Linked DNA regions of Sus scrofa: region 1 is linked to region 2. A link is a contact called in public promoter capture Hi-C data. All regions are on one chromosome and are shown on one strand. The core of a region is the stretch at or near the end of the contact, and the rest is flanking DNA. Distances in the headings are between cores, read along the strand shown.

Evidence for each region. Promoter capture Hi-C pulls out the DNA fragments that hold promoters and counts their contacts.
Region 1: a contact with region 2 is called in a promoter capture Hi-C map of fetal liver, with 2.1 times the contacts expected there. The contact joins the promoter of IP6K3 here to the promoter of ITPR3 in region 2. A contact is called at or near these places in 1 of 5 promoter capture datasets (fetal liver), 1 of 47 Hi-C or Micro-C datasets (embryonic fibroblasts) and 1 of 2 datasets of contacts at active chromatin or transcription factors (alveolar macrophages).

The regions. Positions count from the first base shown.
Region 1 is chr7:29,958,473-29,963,356 of Sscrofa11.1, reverse strand. It overlaps IP6K3 (inositol hexakisphosphate kinase 3), which reads left to right and starts at 1,837. Exons shown (of 6, transcript XM_021098605.1): 1 at 1,837-2,037.
Region 2 is chr7:29,833,631-29,838,747 of Sscrofa11.1, reverse strand. ITPR3 (inositol 1,4,5-trisphosphate receptor type 3) reads right to left here and starts at 2,826. Exons shown (of 58, transcript XM_013977794.2): 1 at 2,466-2,826. The coding sequence starts at 2,554.

The sequences.
Region 1 (4,884 bases), core at 588-3,087, 130 kb before region 2:
ACCAGCCCAGCCCTCCGCCTTGGGGGAGGGTCTCAGATCTTTGGAGTGTGCTTATGTGGCCCTGGCATTTCCTGCCTCTAAACAGTGGCCTCTAAGAGCCGGTCTGGAATGTTTGGTGCACAGAGCCCGACCGCTGATCAGGGCGGATTTCCCGGAGGAGAGACAGGAGCCAGGTCCAGAGGGCGGTCGGGAGTGGTCGTGGGGCAGAGGTGGGTCCCTGCCGTGGCTGCGGAAAGAGGCATAGCCGCAGGCATCCGAAGCCAAGCTTCAGGAAAATGACAACGGAGAGAACTTGGCCACAGTCAGAAAACAGAAATAGAGCAGCCTCTCCGGTTGCGTAATGGAAAGCCGCAGATCACCGGTGCTTTGTTTACTGCTGTGGGTCTTAGATGACACACCAGGGGCTGGGAAATGTTGTTGGGTAAATGAGTGAAGAGGAAGTCAGTATGGGAGTCCCCTGGTGATTCAGCAGCTTAAGGATCCAATGTTGTCGCTACTATAGCTCAGGTCAGTGCCGTGGCGTGGGTTTGACCCCTGGCCCAGGAATATGCACATGCCAAGGGTACACCCCCCCAAAAAAAAAGTCAGTATGGAATCCAGCTCTTTATAGCAAAATACACGCAGAAAGCAAGTATGGGAATGATCCCAGGGTCTGCCAGGCCCGGCCCTCTGGGCAGGAGGTCCCGTCCCCTTGGTGCCCCAAGGGACCCCCACTCGGCCTGTGGTGGCTCCAAGGTTCCCAGAACAGGGATGTGAGTCCAGGCTGGAGGGAGAGGGGAGTGGGGGAGTGGCGGGGGGAAGGGAGTCACAGCCCCTTTGCCAAGGCCCCGTAACTGGAGCCCAGCATATGGGACGGTGAGGGACTGGCAGGCCAAGGCTCGCCCGGCAGACTGACCATTGCTTTCCCATGTGAAATGTGATCCGCGGGCCCCGGCCCCTCCCTCTGCCTTAGCCCAGGCCTCATTCCCCAGGAATCCCGGTCATGCCCGCGGGGCTCACCCTGTCCAGTGGGGAGGACTCTGGGGAGGACTCACGGTGGCATTGGAAAGGAGGTCGGTGTCCAGGAAGAGGCACCGGATGGGTGGGCCGTAGCCCCCAGAGCCCCAAAGTGGGTGCAGAGAGCACTGAGTGGACAGTGGCCAGGGGATGGCCAGGATGAGGGCCGGGAGCCCGGGGTTCTCGTCCTGCCCCATGTCCCAGGTCCCCTGTGTCACCACCGGGCTCACCTGCTTGGTTGAGTGAGTCGTGAGAGGCAGACAGCCCGCAGTGAGGGCTCCACGGGGGCGTGGAGATGGGGGGAGGGCAGTGGTTCTCCGGGTGCTGTAGGACAGGTCCGGGCCCTGTTAGACCAGGGGGTGGGGGTTCGAGCCCCTGAGAGAGCAAGAACATGGGGGATGGGGCCCAGAGTCAGAGGCTGGACTGTAACCCCACAAACACAACAGGCCCTGTTCTGGCAGATTCCTGGTCAGCCCAGCAGAGGATGAAGCACACACAAGGGCCTGCAAAAACTTGATTGTCCTCAAGTTGATTGTTGATTGACTATCTTGCAATGACACTTCTCTCTAGCAGCCACTGCCTGGGGCAAACCGGCAGCGAGGGTGGGGGCAGGGAGACCAGGGGGATTGTGTCCCCTGCCCTCAGGCTCTCCTGAGGAAGGGGGGGTGCAACTGGCCCTCGGGGCCTGACGTCCATCCAGACACCCATCCATCCAGAACGGCTCCCTCCTCTCCCTCCCCACCCCCTCCTGGGAGCTCTGGCCCTGCCCCCAGAGCAGCCCAGCACCTGCTGACAACTGGCCGGCCAGCCAGCTGAGGGTCAGCTGACCTCCCCCCCCCAGGCCTCCGTAGCCCAGCCCTCTGGACAAACCTGAGTCCGGGCAGCCCCTCTACCAGTGCCACGGTGGACGGCAACCCTCCACGCTGGCCTCTGGGAAGAACCTTGCCCAAAACCACAGAGCGAGCACTGAAAACAATCACTTTCCAGGGAACCCCTCTCTTCTACGGCCACTCCCCACGTCCCACCAGGAGTGAGGCTCTGGTGAGTGCTGCCTCGGGGAAGGGTTGAGGGGGGGCTTTGATGGGGGGTGGAGGCCTTATGGTCCCAGGGCCTGTTCGTAGCACCGGGGACCCAGGGGATGGGCCTCTTCTCCATCCAGGGCCCGCCACTGGCGTGCTGCTCTGTGGAGGTGTGTCTGCGTCGGGAGAGGGGTTGGTGCGTTCAGCAGCGTCGGAATTGTGTCCTTTGCTCCTGTTCCCCTTCCACTGGAGTCACTCCCACTGTCCCCTTCCTAGACGTCCCGCAGTCTCTGTGTGGGATGGGAGGGCTGGGGTGAGCCGGAGGTCCTGGGGGCAGGACCCCATCCTCTCCGGGTTTAACCCTTCACAGGGGCAGCTGGCCCAGGAGCAATGGGCAGTACCCCAGGCCCCTGGAACAGCATGTCCTGTCTCAGCACCCCCCCACACCGTGGGGCCCCAGTACTGAGGTGACGTCAGCACCTACAGGCAGCGCAGTGGCCTGGGCTTGGGCGCCCCCTAGGGGTGGGGCGGAAGTGATATGTCACCACCCCAGGCAGTGGCAGAATCTTTAGGGGCCTCCCCTCACCCGCCCACCGGTGAACCTGACACCTGAACTTGAGCCCACCAGGTCCTCAGGCTCTCTGGGGGCCTTAAGAACATCCACAGGGGCCCCTCCCCCGAGATTCAGGTTCAGGTTTCTAGAGTGTTTAAAAGCTACCAGGTATTTTTTTAGCCTTTATTACTAAGAAGACTTTTAAGCTTACAGAAAAAATAGAGGGAATGACAGAATGAACATTCGTTTATCCTGCATCTGGGTTTACACCGTTGATGGAGTTTTGCCGTGTGTGCTCCACTGGGTGCCCTGCGGCTAAGGCATTTCGAAGGCATTTATGGACATCACTGCATTCCCCTCGAAACACCTCAGTTCAGATTCTTATGTGACCCGCATGCCTTATCCTGCTGACGAAGTTAGCAGCCCCCTAAGAATGTCCACTTCCTATAATCGTTGCTCCCCAATGGCCCCTAAATGGGTTTCGATGTTTCGTTTAGAGCAGGATCCAAACGAGGAGTCACTCCATTTAACTCCTGAGTCTCTTTCCATCTGCAAACGTCTCTGCCAACTCCCACCCTCCCACCTGGGTTCCCACCACAGTGACTTGCTGAACTGAAAGGACAGGGGAACACGGCCAGGTCAGCAGCTCCCAGTCCAGGGCAGTTACTGAGGCTGGGAGGGGAGGGGCAGGGAGCTGGGCCAGGCTAGGCCTCCCAGCCCCTGCGCCCCTGCTCCCCCAAAGCCAATCCCTCTTCTGCAGATGGCCGTGGCCAGGGTCTCCCAGAGCTCTGCCCACCACGGCCCACAGCCTTCTCCCGCTCTGAGCAGAACAAAACTCTCCCCGGGGCTGCCACACCCGTCAACTTTATGGGCATCGGGCCTCACCAGTTCAGGAGCTGGTGGGGTCGGGGGCCCAGCTGGATCAGAGGGGTGGATCTGCGGGGCTCTGGGAGGACCCATGGAGGCTGAAGGCCACTCCCACACCCGCTCAGACTCTCTCCAGCGCCCACGGCCCACCTCCTTGGCAAGCCCTGGGTTTGGGGTCCCTTCCCTGTGAGTCTCCTCAGAATGCACCTCACCCATGTCAGGAAGCTCCCCCCACCCTACAACCTGCAGAGAAAGCAGGGCGGGGGTGGGGGAGGGGGGGACATCCACCTTGATGGGAACTTCTGAGACCTTTGGAAGCAGCCGACCGGGAAGGGCGGGGACACTTCTGGGCTGACTGAGGACAGCCTGGCAAACCCAAGGTGGCGGGGAACGCAGCCCGTGGTCACCCGGCCAAGGGGCTCATAGCTGGAGTGCCTGCTCTTCCCACGGCTATGGCCCGTCTGCTGCTGCCCTCTGCTGGGGACAGGCTCACCCTCTGATGGCCGGTTAGCTCTGGGGCCTGAGGAACAGTGGCCACACACTCGCACTCACACACTCACACACCCCCCCCAGACCTCACGATTGTGTTTTGACCTTAAAGAGCTGCTTCTTAGAGTCATAAAGATGCCACACTAACCATTAGCTCCTAAGGCAGGTGGCTGGTGCTGTCGTGAGAGAAAGGTGGGAAAGCGAGAGGAAAGCGTCAGAGGTCTGGATGTTCACCCTTTTCAAGACCCTGGGCATGGCTTTCAGGGGGTGAGGGCCTGAGCAGACTCGGGCGTGGGAGGGGCTGTGGGAGCAGTTCCCTCTATGCCCCAGTCCGGGACCCCAGGTGCTGTCCTGAGGTCGGCAGATGTCAGTGGTAGGGAAGAGAGCAGTCCTTCCAGCCCTGCCCTCCCCCCTGCAGCCCTCCCAGTGGCTCTCAGCCTCTTGAGGCATCTTTGCCCCATGCATCTCCCGCCCTGACAGCAAGCTTGGAACATTGCTGGCGCTGCTAAGGACATTTGTCAGGGGTTGAAGGGCTTCTAAACTAATAATCGCTGTATTAAAATCGCATTTGGTCCTCAGGCTGGAGGAACGTTGGGAGATTTTAAATGTTAAGAGAAAAGGAGAAGGGAAAAAAATCTTTCCTCAAAGGATAAGATCAGCTCAGAAATAAGTCAGGGATGTGAAGTATTGCTCAGTGATTCTGGAGATCAGGCCTTCCTGGGAAACAGATGCTCTCCAAAACCACATCCATCAGCCACGGCTCGGGAGGTGACATGAGCTGTCCCCCGGCGTTCGTTACCAATCCCGCCAGGCTGGGGACCACGCAGACAGAGGGCTTGCCATCTCACGGCCCTCAGGTCATTTACGGAATGGATTTTAAGACTTGATTCCTCCCCCTGCCCCAGAAAATCATCTTGTGCTTTCTCAGATGATGCACAACCCTCTGCCAGGCGAGAAACT
Region 2 (5,117 bases), core at 1,577-4,076:
TGGTGCCATTAGTTAGTTAACCCTGGCCAAGTGCCCAGCATTAGATGCCCCTAAAAAAACCCTCCAACTAACTGGAAAACAATACCAGTAACACAAGAGAGGGACTTGTAGAAAGCAGCCAGAAGCACAGGGGGGAAAGGGGTTAATTCTGCCGGGGGGGGGCTGGATCTCACAAGAGGCCACTGGCACTAGGTCTTAGAGGTAGGTTGGTTTTACCCAGGTGTAGACTGGCTGAAGGGCAGGGGGGCAACACAGGAGCAAAGGTAAAGAGACAGGAGTTCCCATCGTGGCGCAGTGGTTAACTAATCCGACTGGGAACCATGAGGTTGCGGGTTCGGTCCCTGGCCTTGCTCAGTGGGTTAACGATCCGGCGTTGCCATGAGCTGTGGTGTAGATCACAGACACGGCTCGGATCCCACGTTGCTGTGGCTCTGGTGTTGGCCCGTGGCTGCAGCTCCGATTAGACCCCCAGCCTGGGAACCTCCATATGCTGCGGGAGCGTCCCAAGAAATGGCAATAAGACAAAAAAAAAAAAAAAAAAAAAGGTAAAGAGACAGAGAGCAAGAGCCTGGGGTAGGTTCCAGGAATTCCGGTAGTATATATAGTGCCCCCCAGCGCCCCCCCCACGGGTGTCCAGGTGTGGAGGGGGAGGTGGGAAAGAAAGAGCAAAGATTTCGGGGTGGGGGGTGTCAGGAAGGTTGGGAGCTGCTGGAGGTGTCTGCCCAGGGAAGGACACCAGGGGCAGAAGGCCTCTCAGAGGTCACTGGGCCCTGCCCCCGATCAAACTGGTCAGCGGAAGTGGCCTTCCCTCCTGGGGCAGGAAGGCCAAGGCGGGACAGAGCTGCTAGGAAGTAACAGAAGGGAATTCTTGGGGGGGGCAGCCTGTATGGGAGGCGGAATGTTTCCCTTGATTGGGTCAGACCTATCAGATGCTTAAAAAGCCCCCACTATGGGCTCAGGCCTGAGCCAAGCACTGGGCAACAGAGAAGCTGATTATTCCCCAAAGCCCCAGCACTGTTCAGACCCAAGGAGGGGGGCTTCCACCACCAGCCTCCATGCCCCCCACAGCCCTGTACTCTCTGCTCCTTCTCTGTGCCTCCCCTCATGCAACAGCCGGTTCCCTGGGGGATGGGGGGGGCACAGAACCTGGCCAGATGTGGCTCACCCCCTTCCTCTGGGAAAGCAGGCAGGCAGAAGTCAGCTCCCCGGGGCTGGGGAGGCCCCACCAGCACCAAGCGCCCGGAGGGTGCAGAGATAAGGGGAGCAAGCTAGGCTGGAATTGCCAGTGAGAAGCCCCTGTGGGCCCGGCCCATCCACCATCCATCTTAGTGGATTCCCTTCCTTACCCGCCTAAAGCTAAACTCCCAACAAGCCACCAAGGGAGGGAGCCAGGTGACCCCCCACCACCTCTGGGCTTGGGGAGCCACCCCAGGGCTGAGGGCGCCAAGGCCATCCCCCTCCTTGTACGAGGCTCCTTGTAGCTGGTTGCATCCCCAGTAGGAGCAGCAGAAGGGGATGGGTTTATCCTAAAAACTTGGCTGGGTGTGGTGGGGAAGATGAGACGATTCAATACAAGTCCCAGACTGAAAATGTGACAAAGGAGCAGGCGGTGCCCTGAGGCCTGGCTGAAGATGGGGAGAAACCACACAAGCTCCCATCCGCAGCCATTCACTCAACTGCTCCTCTTGAAGATAAACCATTCTCTCTAGTTGTTTCCCGGCCCTGTGCCTGCTTCAGGCCTGGCCCTCTCCTGGGACTTGAGCTGATTCTTTGCTTATCCAGACCCTGGGGGGTGGCGGCCAGAATTAATTAATGTTTGTAAAGTGCTCCAGAGATCCGGGGGACCAGGGACCCAGGGGCGCCAGATGAGCTGCGCAGGAAATTGACCGGGCGGGGGAGGTGGCAGCGTGGGGACCTGGGACGTCTGGAAGAGAAGGGCTGGGAAGATACCCCTGGCGCGCGGGGGGCGGCGGCGGGGGGCGGGGGCAGGACGGGGAAATCCTGGGAGGAAAAACTGCGTCCCCTCAAAGGTGCGACGGGTCTATAACTAGAGGGCTCCGGGGTGAGCCGCCCACCCCCGCAGCTCCGCCCCACCCCGGAGCTGGTCACGTCCAGGCCCGGATGCCTTTCCTCAGCTGAAGCCCCAGCCACCCACCTGCCCCCCGCACTGGGACCACCTGCAGAGGAAGTTTCGGCGTCCCCGCCCCTTCTGAAGAAAGGCGAGCGCGCGAGAGTGGCGGCTTCGCGGAGAGGGCGCCTCCCGCCAGCTCCGGCAGGGCGCCCGACTCCTACCTGGGCAAATATCTCACTTCCTTTCTCTAAAAGGAGGCGAGCCGTTCCCCAGCTCCTGGAGGTTGGGGACGCCCAGGTCCTCCGTCGGAGGGAGGCGGCAGGACGCACGCAACTGGCATGGGAGCCCACTCGCCCCCTCCCCGCCCGCACCCCCTTGAACTCGGCTCACTCACCCCAAAGTGCTGATGAAGCCATTGACGGAACCCTCGGCGTACAGGGAAACGATGTCCCCGATGTGGAGGAAACTGGACATCTCGCTCATGGCTGCGGCCCTCCGGGGAGCCGAGGCGGTAGGGGCGCCCAGGGGCGCGCGGCCAGGCTTGGGGCAGAGGGCCGAGAGGACCAAGGAGGCCGAGAGCGGCGCGCCCCCAACTCGGAGCCGGGCGCTCAGCGCGGCCGGGGCGGACTAGCAGCCCGCGGGGCGGAAGGCGGCGCGGCACGGCCCGGGAGCCGGTGCTGGTGTCCGGGGGAGGAGGTGCCCGCGTCTCGGCGCACCGCCGCCCGCCAGCCCGGCCGGCCGGCCCGCGCGTACCTGCGGCGTAAAAGAGCAGGAAGTCTGGGGCCGCCACACACACATGCAAATCTCGCCCGGGAGGCGGGGAAGCCACACCCCGCCCCCCGCACCCCGCCGCGGCCCGCCCGCCGGCACCCACGTGCGCCCGCCCGCCTCCAGCGCCCCTGGCGGGTCCCGGGCCGGGCCGCCCGCCCCGCGAGACTCCGAGGGTTCCCGGGACAGAGTCCCAGCTCTGGCGAGTGTCCGGCCGGACTCGCCAACCCGCCATCCCCGGGAGGCCCAGCTGTAGCGGGGGCTCTCCGCCCTCGAAGCTTCCACACTCTCCGCGTCGGCCCGCGGGTCGCTGAGAGTCGGCGCCGCCGCCCGGGGAAGGGGGACTCCACCACGAGCCGCGCGCGGGGGCTGTGTTCCGAAGCGCCCCGGCCGCGGTCGCCCTCCGGCCACTGCGCCGTCTCCGCGCCCAGCTGAGAGCCGTCTCGAGCGGAGAGGCGCGCTCATTACTTCGCAGCGCAAATTGGGATTCATTTTTCTCAACGTGAAAAGCCTTTTCATTGCACAATAGAAAGTGCTCGGGCTCGGAGGGGAAGTGAAGCAATGGGGTGGGTTTTGTTTTTTCTCTCCGCATTCCTGTGTACAAAGAGATCCAGCTTCCGAATCAGTTCAGCCGCTCCCTCTCCAGGAGTTGGCTCCGGAACTCTTGGCTCCTTCTGTCTTTCTTTCCTTTTTTTTTTTTTCCAAGGGGGGAGGTGGCAGGAGTGAAAGTACCTTCCTAGTTAATAGCACACACGAGCGCCAACCTTGCCAAGGCCGGTGCCGGCCCCCTGGGAGTGACCCGCTGCGGTGTCTCAGCCAAGCTCTTGCTCACCAAGTCCTGCCCTCCAGCGCACGGCCGGGCTCGCCCACTTTATGTTCTGTTCCCGGGTGTTTGCTTACCAGTCCTTTTAGTTTAGCATCTGGGATAGAGTGCCCACTGCCACCCCCATTCAATCCCTCCGACGCCCCCCACCCCCACCCTGACTTCATGGGAAGGGGGGCTGGTCCCTGGGAGAAAGGGAGTAGGGACTGAGGACTGAAGCAGGAAAAGAAAGACCCGAGAGGGGTGAGGCATAGAGCAGAGACAGCTGCTGACCCACGGGAGGGAGAGGAGCCCCTGGAGTGTGGTTCGTCCACAAAGACCCCCAGAATCCTCGAGGGAGAGGAGGCCACCTCTGAACTCCATTGCTGAGCTCAATGTTTTACAATCTTTGCACCAGGAGGCACCGTAGCAAATAAATTTTACATCGGGCCAGTCCCACCTTCTCTATATATAAGCCAAACAATAGTTTCACAAACAATACTTACCCTTATGACCCGTGATTGCACTCCGATATTTTTCTGTTCTATTTGTGTTATGTTTCGTTTTGTTTTGTTAATACTGATTGTGAACCACTAAATTGTTCTGTTAAATGTACCAAATGGGTTGCAAATTGCACTTGGAAAAACCTCGTCCAGGCCACTCTGCCAAAAAGAGCTGACCTCAGGGTCAGGCAGCAGGTTCAGGGCAACTGGGGCCAGAAGGCCAGTCCTCAACCCCCAGCCCCTGACTGCCAGCCTGGCTCTCTCTCCACTGCCTCACACTGCCCTTGAAGCCTCAGCTCTCCACCCCTGGAGCCCAACTGGGAAAAGCCAGCCACTTGAACAGCTTCACTTGCTCCCAGAGGTCAGGCCTCCATGGTGTTTCCTGCAGAGGGAAGGGAAACCTCTGCGTTCGTTCCATAAGCATTTATTAAGGACCCACTCTGTGCCAGGCCTCTGCTGGGCACCAGGCTCCAATCAAGCCACCAGCCTCAGCCCAACTGCCTTCTCCCCTTCCCCAGACAGAGATGATAAAGACAGTGGGCTGGAAACACCCTGTCAGTGTCTGTACTATAGCCTGGACATGTGCCATCCTTGGCACAGGCACATTCAGGGGTCCACAGCCTTCCTCCCCTGGGACTCAAGATGGTTCCATAACTCAGCCAAGGTCTTACAGCCAGGAGGTGGAGGAGGTCGGGCCCATCTCCAAAGCACATGCTGCTGGCTGTCCCTCGACCTTCAGATTAGAACATTCTGAGTGGAATTCCCATTGTGGCTCAGCCGGCTAAGAACCCAACAGTGTCCACGAGAATTCGGGTTCGATCCCTGGCCTTGCTCAGTGGGTTAAGGATCCACCGTTGCCCTGAGTTGTGGTGTAGGTCACAGACGTGGCTCAGATCTCACTTTGCTGTGGCTGTGACGTAAGGAGGCAGCTCCAGCTTGGATTCAACCACTAGCCTGGGAACTTCCATATACC